Linked DNA regions of Sus scrofa: region 2 is linked to region 1. The links are chromatin contacts, called in public HiChIP or PLAC-seq maps. All regions are on one chromosome and are shown on one strand. Each heading gives the region's core, a stretch centred on a gene start, on an enhancer-like site or on the middle of the called end of the contact. The rest is flanking DNA. Distances are from core to core; before and after follow the strand shown.

Region 1 (6,034 bases), core at 1,459-3,958:
GGAGAGAACTGGAATTCACCTTTTCCCCGAGAAGCAGCAAAGCCCAAGGAGAGGACCTGCCTTTGCTGGATGTTCTGCAGGCTGTTCCCAAGAACACAGGCAGAGTCCCCCTCACTCAGATCTGAGGCTCCCAGGGCTGTATCATGTTTGCTACTTGGTGGAGCTTTCCCAGAGGCCTCTGGAAGGTGGTTTGAGACACAAGAGCAGAATGCTGCGGGTTGGGCCCTAGAGGCGAGGGAAGCCACTTATGTTGGCATTGTTCCAGATCAAATGAATCTCTGCTCTCAAGATTTTACACAGAGCTCAGAGGAGGAGCAAAGATCTGACTTCCAGCTGGCACGAGGATGGCTCTCTGCCTCTGGGAGAAAAGTCTCCTGTGGGAGGGAAAAGCACAGGAGGGGATGGTGAGTGGAAGAGTCATTAAGGAATGGTGATGGGGAGGGGGCTCTGAGAACTGGAGGAAGGAATTGGAATCAGAAATCCCACCATGAGGAGTTCCCGTCATGGCGCAGCGGAAACGAATCTGAGCAGGAATCATGAGGTTGTGGCTTCAATTCCTGGCCTGGCTCAGTGGGTTAAGGGTCTGGCGTTGCCATGAGCTGTGGTGTAGGTTGCAGACTCGGCTTGGATCTGGGGTTGCTGTGGCTCTGGCGTGGGCCGACAGCAACAACTCCGATGGGCCTGGGAACTTCCATATGCCTCGGGTGCAGCCTTTAAAAAAAAAAAAAAAAAAAAAAAAAACATTTAAGCAGCTGCAGAAAAATCCTGGGAAGAATTCTGATTGGCCTGACTTGGATCATGTGTCCACCCCAACCAGACACTGAGAGGTCCAGCTGGTCTCAGGCCCACCTCTGGCCAGCATGAGGGCTGCACTGACTGTCAACTCACATGTGAATCCTCAGGGTTTGTGAGGAGTTGTTAGGGGTGGTGAGCAGTTCCTTTGAAGAAGTGGGAACAGTGTTCAGGCAGACAGAACAGCTACCTTATGCACAGCAAAGCCAAGCTGCTGACACTGGGTTGTGGTGAAAGAAAGTACAGTGTTCACTGCAGGGCACCAGGCAAGGAGAACGGGTAGCTCGGGCTCAAAAGACCTAAACTCCCAGTGGCTTTCAGGCAGGATTTTTTAAGGCAACATTAGGGGTGAGGGTTTTAGGGTCCATATCAGCTTGTGTGCAGTATTTTGATTGGTTAGAGGTGAGGTAACAGGTGATGTTTCGAGAATCTCAGTCATCAACTTTCTGGTCCCACCAGTCTATGGTCCACGTGTGTGTGGTTGGCAGTTTTCACCTGGTGGGGCCCTGGCTTCCGTAAAAACAACTTAAAAATGTGAGTCAGAAGCTTATCTATAACCCTCAAGGAGAAACGAGGAGTCTTGTGATTCTTTTTATGGCTGACTTATTATTTAGGTTATTATTGCTTTTTTGCTTGACCGCTTTTCCTTTGTTTCTGCTTTTCCATTTCTCTAATCATTAACTGCTTGAGTCTGTTGTCTGTTTTTGGTTTTTTTTTTTTTTTTGCTTTTTAGGGTGCCATGTGTGACATATATAAGTTCCCAGGCTACAGGTTGAATCGGAGCTGCAGCTTCCAGCCTACACCACAGCCACAGCTCACGACAATGCCAGATTCTTAACACACTGAGTGAGGCCAGGATGGAAGCTGCATCCTCATGGCTACTAGTCAGTCTTGTTACCACTGAGCCAAAATGGGAACCCCTTGAGACTGTTCTTTGGAACTCGGGGAAAGCCTAGGAGACCAAAGCTTTTCTATAAGCAAGAAGTGGGGGAAAACAGGAGGTCTGTCCCTGGGGAATTCTCTGTAGGGTCCAGCTGGGTTTCAAGTGCACCAGACCTTAGGATGGCCCCATTCTCCTCCACCCCCCAATGCTGGCCCCACCTGAGATGGGAGCTGTGTGTTTATTCGCTGCTCCCTTCATTGCATCCACAGACAGCTGTCTGTGGGAGGAAGTTGGAAGGGGCTGCTGCTACAGCGCCCGAGGTATCATTGTGTTGATCTTGCTAGTCCTGGGACTGTGGCCAGATGAGCACCTAGGTGGGAGACTGCCAAACCCCTGTGGGGGAGGAAGTGGCTCTTCAGAGTCTAAAGGTGACCTGGTTCCCTTTCAGTCACTTTTGAGCCGATGCCCTCAGGAAGCTCTCTGGATCACGACAGCTCAGCCCAGCATCTGGCAGCCAGGCTGAAAATGAAGGGTCGAAGGTCTGACCCAACTTGGTAATTACTTTAATCTGAATTCCTGAGGAAACAACGTCACCTCTCTGTCCTCATGGAGGAATGACGCACCTATCCCCCTGCCCAGAAACAGGAAGGGTGCTGCGGAACTAAACAGAGGCAGATGGGCACAGCACTCAGAAACCAGCTGGATGCTGTATTTACTGACCCCATGACTGACAGACACCGACCGGCCGGCTGACTGACCATGATTGATGGGTTGACTGACACTGACTGACAGACACTAAGAGGCTGACTAACAGATGCTGACTGACAATGATTGACAGATTGACACCAAGAGACATCAGCACGCTGACTCTGACTAACAGGTTCTGATGACTGACACTGGGTGACTGACTCTGACTAACAGGTTCTGACTGACTGACTGACATCTACTGGTTGACCAGCAGACACTGACGGACACTGACTGGCTGAATGAGAAGATGACAACTGTGGTCAGGGCCTGTAGCTGTGGGGAGTGATGACTCAAATAGGATTGGAAAACCGCAATAGTGTTGATTTTATCTGAAGTCACCTTGCCCTTGTCTTCAAGTGTCTGCTTGATTACGACCAGCCACAGTAAGCCTTGAAGAGTTTCACGGCTGCCATTCCTGATGAGGCAGGCTGTGGAGGCATTTTTTTTCTCCAGAGGAAGAATGAGAAGCACAGGATGGAGACAGGACGTCTCTCCTTATGGCAGTGTGTTCTCCAGACGGGCCCCTTTCTCTCTCTCTTTCGGGGGCCAGACATTTCCTGCCTGCTCCACGGTGCTCTGGCTCTGAATGGTCACTGGTGGCTCCTATCCCAGCTCTTTCCTTGTCATTAAGCTGGATGTCCCTAACAAGATGCACACCCTTCCATGGTTGGGATTCTGTCTTTAACCTTGTCTCTCCATCAGCCCAGAGCCCAGGCAGGCAGGGCCAGCAAGGTTATGTTACAGAAACAAAATGGTCCCCACCCCCCAATGAAATCACAGAGTTCATTTCGCTATGTGCTCTGTGTCCATGGTAGGTTGGCTGGACTCTGAGTGCAGAGACCGCTCTCAGATGGCCAGGTTCACTGCTGTTCACATTTCATTGGCCAAAACAAGGGACATGGTAACACCTAACTCCCTTGGGGCAGGAAAATGCAGTCCTACTGTATGTCGGCCTATGAGAAGCCTGTTTGGAGAATAGCAGTACGACCATTTGCTTGTGGTTTAGAGAGAAATGTTTCTTGTTTGAAGACCTCATTGGAAGGAATGAGTCGATGCAGGCTACATCCATTTAAGAGAATACTGAAAGCAAAACAAACAGACAAAAAGCACACTGTAAGCCACTGAAACCGTATCTTAGGAGGGTGTTAATGGCAGAAAATGTGGAGTGTACATTGAAAAGTAGGTTATAAAAAAGAATGTATCAGAGTTCCTGCTGTGGCGCCTTGGGTTAAGAATCTGGTTGCAGCGGCTTGGGTCACTGCAGAGGTGCAGGTTCTGGCCCCAGCTCAGCAGCAGCATAAGTGGCAGCTGTGGCTTGGATTCAATCCTCTGGTCCAGGAACTTCCATATGCTGTGGGTGCAGTCACTAAAAAAAAAAAAAAAAAAAAAAAAAAAAAAAAAAAAAAAAGAAAAGAAAAGAAAAAAAAGACTGCAACATATGATCTCTTTTTTTGGTTTGAAAAATACACGTTTCCAGCAAAGAACCAAAGAAAATTTACTCACAGATCAAGAGAATATATCTGGGCAGGGAGATTATGATTACAGGTGACCCTCTCTCTTTGGTTCCTATACTTTTCTAAATCTTCTACAGCTAGTAACTTTGGTAACAGAAAGAAAAAAAATTCCTTGCTAAACAAACAAAATTCCTTGCCTTCAAAAAATAATAAAATACACATTCATTATAGAAGATGCAGAAAATGCAGGCATCTTGAATTGACATCTGATAATACCAAGCTGTAGATCCTTCCAGACCTCCTTCTGTACATGCATGCATATTTATTTATTTATTATTATTATTATTATTTTTGCTGTTTTTTCAGGGCCACACCCTTGGCATATGGAGGTTCCCAGGCTAGGGGTCCAATCAGAGCTACAGCTGCCATCCTACACCACAGCCACAGCAACATCAGACCCCAGCCCCGTCTGCGACCTACACCACAGCTCACAGCAATGCCAGATCCTTAATCCACGGAGTGAGGCCAGGGATCGAACCCGCAACCTCATGGTTCCTAGTCGGATCGCTTCTGCTGCGCCACGACAGGAACTCCCACCTGCATATTTAAATAAAAGAAAATCCTCCAGGGCTAGAGGCCGGGTAGCACTAGGCTGATGTCAGTCTGGTGAGCATCCTGGGCAGGCCCTGGTCCCCAGGAAGTTGGAAGGATCTTGAGAGGCACCATCCCCCACCCCGCACAATCGCCTGTCTGCTGGCTGCAGCGGCTGTTTGGCCAAGACCCATCGTCTCAAGGCACCCCAGGCACGAACACTTAGATCTGGGAGGGACCTACTGCAGGGCGAGCGGGCCGCTCTCACTGCGGAGGCCTCTGGGACCTACCGCCTGGGAGAGGAGGGAGATGGACATTTCCCATTCTCTGTTTGTGTTCTTTGAGTTGATTCAGCTCCAGGGAATTTTTTTGGTCAATTCCTGTTTTAAAATAACTCTTCATGATGGGTTTGGTGTAAATACAGTTGATTTATGGCTCCGCTGACCTTTGATTTGTTGGCACAGCCCTGCCCGGGGCCCGGGGCTTTCCTCGGCTTGTTTACCCGGAGTGAGCTAGGAGCCGCTGAGCCAAGGAGGGTTCCCTTTTGCTTCCGCCCCAGGTCCTGACCGTGTGGCCCCTGCCCTCAGGGTTCACACCCCGGTCAGAGCTCAGCCTCATCTCAGACAGAGTGGCAGTTATCCTTTGGACTCCCTGGACCTCGTCACTCATCGTCTCTAGCTTTTAACCCCTTTCCAGAAACCTCCAAGGAGACTGACCAGGGCTTGTCGCATGGCATGGCTGCCGCTGGCTCCTGCCCGCTCCTTGCTGGGGGCTGAGCCAAAGGGATTCTGATGGGTTAGCCTGTGACAGAGTCTCTGAGCACAGCCAGGGCCTGTGGCCCCCTGGACCCTGGGACTCAAGCCTCCTTCTTGGGGTGAGGGCTGTGCTAGAGTCACTGCCTCTGGTGGGAGGACTCAGTGCTTCTCCATCCAGAGGGAGCCCGAAGGATACTCCTTCCTGGGAGGCTTGCTCAAGGCAGAGTTTTCAGATCCAAGACCATTCCAGGCAGGGATGGACAGTTGTTTTCTTTGTGAAGCAGAAGCAGAAGGCATGGCTGTCTGCTGGGACTGCTGGGGGGATGAGGATTTTCACATAAACTTTTTCCTTTTTATGGCCACACTTGCGACATATGGAAATTCCAGGGCCAGGGGTCAAATTGGAGGTGCAACTGCAGCCTACGCCACAGCCAGAGCAACATCGGATCTTAGCCACATCTTCAACCTACACTGCAGCTTGTGGCAATGCCCGATCCTTAACCCACTGATCAAGGGCAGGCGTCAAACCCACATCCTCACAGGGACATCAGGTCCTTAACCTGCTGAGTCACAACAGGAACTCCAACACATAAATTTTTATAGCAGATTTATTTGTGATAGTCAAATACTGGAAACACCCTGAATGTCTATTATCAAGTGACTGAATAAACAGCTTGTAGCGTAACCATGCAATGGAGTGCCACTCAGCCGTGTAAAGGAAAGAACGGTGTAAAAGCAGGTGTAACATGAATTAATTTCAAAATAGTGATGCCGAGTCAAAGAAGTCCATCAAACAGGAAAAGCTACTGTAT
Region 2 (6,355 bases), core at 652-3,151, 740 kb after region 1:
TAAAGAAACTTAAGCAATTCCCTAGTGTTACAAATCTCTAGTTTTTCTCTCAAAATATTTAAAGAGTTAACATCCATGTTTAGAAAGGTTTTCAAATGTCATATTTAAGTACTTCCCCCCCCAAGGTCTTTATCATCCTTTTACTAATTAATCAATCTGATTGCTCTGGCCAAAATAAACTCCTTAGCAAAATTACACTTCTGTGTTTACTATGGTGCCACTGTTTATAACAATTGGATTCCAGGAAATAAAGCTGCAAAACATGTTTGGGTAAATACATTTTAACATCATCCAAATGGGTCCATTAACCTCATTTACAAAATTATTAGCAATTTCTGTTGCAAAGCAAACTTTCACTTCAGCAGACCATTGTACCAATCTCTTGAGAAAAGCTCAGTGTGTTATCCCAATTTTGTTCAACTCTGGAGAAATTTAAAATTGACCTTAATAATTAACATACAGCTATTTCCCAGGGACCCAGCATAACTAAATGCCAGGCACTAAATGTGGAGTAAGGACACCTAAGTTTGAATGGAAACTCTTAGTTACAAGTGACATTTCTTGACTTAATTGGCAAATGATACCCATTTTACAGAACTATTTGAGGCTCTGATTTCATAACCTGTGTGGACTCTCTTCATAAACAGAAAATTAATTATTCTACATGGGGTTAAAATACCCACAGTTATGCCTGAGCCAATAAAAGACAACTATAGCAACAGCCAAACTACGGTTTGAAACTCATGCTTTGTCTTTCCCCTTGAGTTGGGATTTCTGCTTTGTCTCAGAATAAGTCAGAGCTTATTGATGCCTCAGCAGATACTGAGCCCGCTCTGGGTCCCCTCACACTGTTGGCCTAGCCAGGCACCCAGAGAACCTGCCTGCTGCTAACAATGCTCCACCCCACCCCGTTCTGACCTCTCCAGGATAACACAAACTTTCTCACCTGCATTTCAAATTAGTTCATTTATGTACAAGTACTTATTTCCTATGGCTTTTGCAACTGATTCTCCTCAAAGTATCTTTTGCTATGATGGCAAAATATGGCACTATTGGATAATTGCTTATTAAATAGTAAACTTAACAACCTATATGCGAAAATAATCTGAAAAGGAATGGCTGTATATATATGTACAACTGATTTACTTTGTTGTACACCTGAAAGGAACACAACTTTGTAAGTCAACTATACTCCAAAAAAATTTATTTTTAAAAATAATAAACTTCATTACCAAGTCACATACACAAAAAAGGGTGATAAAATTATTCTTTCTAGGAGTTCCATCGTGGCGCAGCAGAAATGATTCTGACTAGGAACCATGAAGTCATGGGTTCAAACCCTGGCCTCGCTCAGTGGGTTAAGGATCTGGCGTTGCCATGGCTGTGGTGTAGGACAGCAGCTGTAGCTCCGAATCAACCCCTAGCCTGGGAACCTCCATATGCTGCGGGTGCGGCCCTAAAAAGAAACCAAGCCCTAGGATGTTTTATTGACCATCCACATCACAGTCATATAGGATACCAGACAGAACACAGGTTTATCTAGAGGACTCAGTAGTCTTCATGCCATTTAAATTCCCAAGGGAAATGTCACCATGCTGACGCATGAGCACAATAAGCATATAGTCAGCATTTGAATACGTCTGGATTTACTGAGGAACCATGGTTTTGACACTTCCCCTTTCGTTTCTCCTTTTCATCCACAGTACATCCATTGTTACTCGGTCCAGTCCTAAAGCAAGAGTGCACCACGTGGTACATGTGTTGGGGGGGAGGGGGGTTGTCCCACCTGTGAAGTCAGTTTTGAGCTGTTTCTATTTGACCCTCAAGCCTCATCCTAGTCTGCATCTGAATGAACTAGATGCAGGGAAGCAGAGCGTAGATGAGGGAAGTAAATTTATCTGGATGGGGATGACAAGCAGAAAGTGGCCATTACTCACGATAGCAGTGCTCGACCTCTATGTGAGTGGACGGGGCAAGCAAGGAGCTTTATAAGAAATATCAGGTTAATGTTACTCATAAGTTAACAGCTTACGTTTTAAGGAATGTAAATTAGCAGGTTTATTTCCACTACGTTATTTTGCAAATGATATCATCACCACATCTCCTGTAAATAACAAAAAAGAATGCTTTAGGTCCTCTGAGATAAATTCTGGAAAGAGAAAATATGAACGTATTCTGATCAAAGAGCTCAGTGATCTAAGGTGAGATTAAATTAACAAAGTATCATTCATCTCTCAGCTGATTTCACAAACTTCTCTGTGGCACTGCTGGGTGAATGGGGCTCTTTCAGCTTGGTTAATCAATTCTAGATAAATAACCTCCAGTCAGGTCTTTGAGCTCTCTTCCTTCATGATTCTGGGGAACACTTTTTTGAAGATATCATGGACCAAATAACATTTGTGCTCTCTGAAGTTCTTGGCCAGGCCTCTGAAGTCACGTAAGGGGGATGCCTCTGAAAGCTGGACAGCCTTGCTGTGAAAGCAGCAGCCAGGATTCAGCTGATAACAACAGCAGATGCAGTTCAACTCTCTGTGGCTGAAGTGCTGAAACTGTATTTGCATCGAGTCTCTAAATTCTCGTGCATTTGTTTATTCCTTCATTTGGAAGTTCTTTACTATGTTTCATTTCAGAAAACTGCCATGAGAAGAAGTGAGCCTGGGCAGAAAAGATACCGTCTGGAATAGAGATGGCACAAAAGAAAAACCATTACAGAGAGCTTGTAAGTTTGCTTTGCTTTTATTGTCTACCTTGACGAAACTTACAGAACAAATGCAAGGACAAAAACATAGCTGATGTTGGACTTTTTTGGCAAATCTATGAAGGACCTTATCATTACCTGGGAGCTGACATCACAGCTCAGTCTCTAATTATTTCCATTTTGTTCTTGCTCCCCAGGCTTGTTTCTTTCCCAGCCATGACCTCAGTCCAGTTCTCCACTCTGCTTGTGCTATCTGCTACGCTGACTCAGCTCGGGACCCTCCTCCCAGGGCACCATTTCAGAAGTGACCTTCTCACCCAGAACCTAGGTCACTACTACCACTGTAGAACTGGTTCCAGAAAGCTTGCTGGCAAAAGTCATTGTATTCAGCATAATAAAATTTATGAAGCATAATTCAAACATGGCACAAGACATAAAGAGATCAGACAGACAAATGAAGACTGTGAACATATACTTTAGTAGATTCTATACATGTAACTATATAACTATATATATGTGTGTATGTGTATATATATATTCCAGTGTTATATACATAATTCATGAGACTTTAGGGAGATTATTTTGTTTCCTGAATTCTTGATATACATAATATGACTCAGCACCTCAGATCGACCAAAAGATTAATTATAAAGATACGGAGGCCCCTGAGTAGCTAGTTGCTTCATTTTCTTCTGAACAGGATTAAAAATACAACAGATTTGTTATTAGTCATCGGACACTCTAAGATGATAAGTCATGGTCACTGACCTTTCACGCCACTCTCCTAATCCTTGTCAACTGCTACATAAACTCATGCTCCAGGAAAACGAGGCCCGTCCCCCCAGCAAAGGTTCCCCAGCTCCTTTCCCTAATGGTCCCTGGCAGCAGAAAGTGAAGAAACTTCTGAAAATCCACAAGCCAAGAATCTCTGGAATGCTGGTATCACCCAAGGAGCTAACAATCTGAAGAACAAGGCTGGTGAAGACCGCTGAGGATTTTCTTGCCCCTCTTTGGAATCCTGAGGAGCTGAGCAGACCCTTGATGCCACCATCTACACCCCAGACCAGCAGGGGGCAGTGTGGTAGAAGCCACCCCACAGAAGAAAACCAGTAGTTCACAGCAGAGTCCAAGACCAATCCAGGTAGGGCTGCATCAGCCATTCTGGATTCCAGAAGATGAAACAAAAGAAAGCACAAATTCTAGAGGCAGCTTGACTTCAGTTCCATCACTACTGATAGCTGCATGATGTAACCTTTAATAAGTGACTTCTTGATACCTATCATCGTCTTTTTTAAAATGGAATTATTTATATCTTCTTCATACGGCTATTCCGTAATTTAAAGAAGGTAACACATTATGAAACTATTTTTGGTACATTGCAGTACTGCTTCTTACAACTATATGGACTTGACAAGTTATTAAACCTTCCTCACAGGGGTCTTATGAGTTTTAAATGAGATAATACATGTAAAGTATTTGGAATCATTCCCAGTAAATGATACCAGCTGTTTTTAATAATAGCAATAAATGTTACCTATTAATATTAGGAATGAACACTCAATAAAGACAAGCTAGAATCATTATCATTTTTATCACTCAGAGACTATAAGTGTGTTAGAGAAACATTTCACGGAATTTTCTAAACTCACCAGATCCACTCATTACAGAACTTAAATTTTACCTTCCTTCCTTTTAATCAACTTGCTTTAATCATAATGTAATCAAAATGTTTATAAATAGATATCTCAGGTCATGCTAATGGGAGCATTTCTGAGACTTCTTCATGCTTAAACTTAAGCCAAGAAATGCAAAATAACTCCCCAGAACCTACACGGCTCTTTCCAGCAACAAGATTATAAAGATTACATTTATACAAATGCCGAGGTATACCCATGTACACAGGCACTCCAAATCAGTTTGCTCAGAGGGCTCAAATTTCCATAGGCTTTGGCAGTCTGAAGTAGCTGGATTCCAGTGAAGCTGTCTAGGTAATGCACTGGATGCTTGCCATATCATTTAAAAATCAAAGAACTGCAGGAACTTAAAGATAAGTCTTTTAATTCAGCTTCTCACCCAATGGAAGCTTCTTCATCCGCAAAAATTCCTGGTCAGGATCTCCTTTTGGGAAGAGCTTGCTCAGTGACTGACCAAGGTTGGACAACCATAAACCTTACAGTTTTTTCACATATTGAATTAATATTATCTTCCCAGAATTTTCTATCATGTAGTCTTTTTTCCATCCTCTGAATTAAGAAATCAAGCCAGTGCCCTCCTCTTCAGGAAGACTCTTCACAAGCTTGAAAACAGCTCTCACACCCCCCCTCAGTTTTTTCATCGCAGTTCTGCTAACCAATCCCTACCCAGTCTTAACCACTATTATTGTGAATAGTACAGTGGAAATATTACCTCCAGGGTGGACATCTGTCATGCTTGCCTCTCTAGTATCCATTTCTCTCTGCTTCTATTCATAGAATTCCTCTCCATATGGGAACCTACCTCAAGTGGTCTAGATAGAAGTAATCCCATCTGCTGCTATTCATCCTTCCAAATCAAGAATGGGCACCTGACCTAGACACAGTCACCTTACCCTAACCACAGTGTTTGGTGTAGGGATGTGATCTAAGCCAGGTCAGTGAGCATGCACTTAATGTCTCTGCTAGAACTAATAGGAAGGGGTTTCATTTTGCCAGGTTAATAAACACATTAGAAAACTGGACAGCCACATGGAAAAGAATGAAATGAGAACACTCCCTAATACCATACACAAAAATAAACTCCAAATGGATTAAAGACCTAGATATAAGACCAGACACTATCAAACTCCTAGAGGAAAACATAGGCCAAACACTCTCTGACATAAACGACAGCAACATCTTCGCACATCCACCTATCAGAGTATTGACAATAAAAAGAAAAATAAACAAATGGGACCTACTCAAACTTCAAAGTTTCTGCACAGCAAAGGAAACCCTAAACAACACAAAAAGACAACCCACAGAATGGGAGAAAATCTTTGCAAGTGATTCAACTGACAAGGGATTAATCTCCAAAATTTATAAACACCTTCTGCAGCTCCATACCAAAAAAACAAACAGCCCCATCCAAAAATGGGAAGACGATCTAGACAGACAGTTCTCCAAAGAAGGCATACAGATGGCCGAGAAACACATGAAAAGATCTTCAGCGTCACTCATGATTAGAAAAATGCAAATCAAAACCACGATGAGGTACCACCTTACACCAGCCAGAACGGCCATCATCCAAAAGTCTACAAACAAGAAGTGCTGGAGAGGGTGTGGAGAAAAAGGAACCCTAGTACACTGCTGGTGGGATTGTACTTTGGTGCAACCACTGTGGAAAGCAGTATGGAGATTCCTCAGAAAACTAAACATAGAACTACCACTTGATCCCGCAATCCCACTCCTGGGCATCTATCCAGAGAAAACCACGACTCGCAAAGACACATGTACTCCGATGTTCATTGCAGCACTACTTACAATAGCCAAGACATGGAAACAACCTAAATGTCCATCGACAGAGGAGTGGATCCAGAAGATGTGGTACATATACACAAGGGAATATTACTCAGCCATTAAAAAGAACGAAATACCAGCATTTTTAGCAACATGGATGGACCTAGAAACGATCATGCTAAGT

What was found. HiChIP or PLAC-seq counts read pairs in DNA pulled down with a chosen protein or histone mark.
Region 2: an H3K27ac HiChIP or PLAC-seq map of alveolar macrophages shows a contact between it and region 1. The contact joins two enhancer-like sites. A contact is called at or near these places in 1 of 47 Hi-C or Micro-C datasets (embryonic fibroblasts) and 1 of 2 datasets of contacts at active chromatin or transcription factors (alveolar macrophages).

What each region holds. Positions count from the first base shown.
Region 1 is chr1:16,499,138-16,505,171 of Sscrofa11.1, forward strand. No RefSeq gene overlaps it. Among named protein-coding and RNA genes, the nearest start is that of ZC3H12D, 39 kb to the left of the region's middle. Within about 2 kb of position 2,709, at least 13 of the 83 cell types and tissues checked have an H3K27ac peak or open chromatin away from gene starts, as enhancers often do. A contact at or near this core is called in alveolar macrophages, where this site is marked.
Region 2 is chr1:17,239,455-17,245,809 of Sscrofa11.1, forward strand. The region is part of intron 2 of LOC110259965 (a long non-coding RNA gene); the gene reads right to left. Among named protein-coding and RNA genes, the nearest start is that of UST, 100 kb to the left of the region's middle. Within about 2 kb of position 1,902, at least 7 of the 83 cell types and tissues checked have an H3K27ac peak or open chromatin away from gene starts, as enhancers often do. A contact at or near this core is called in alveolar macrophages, where this site is marked.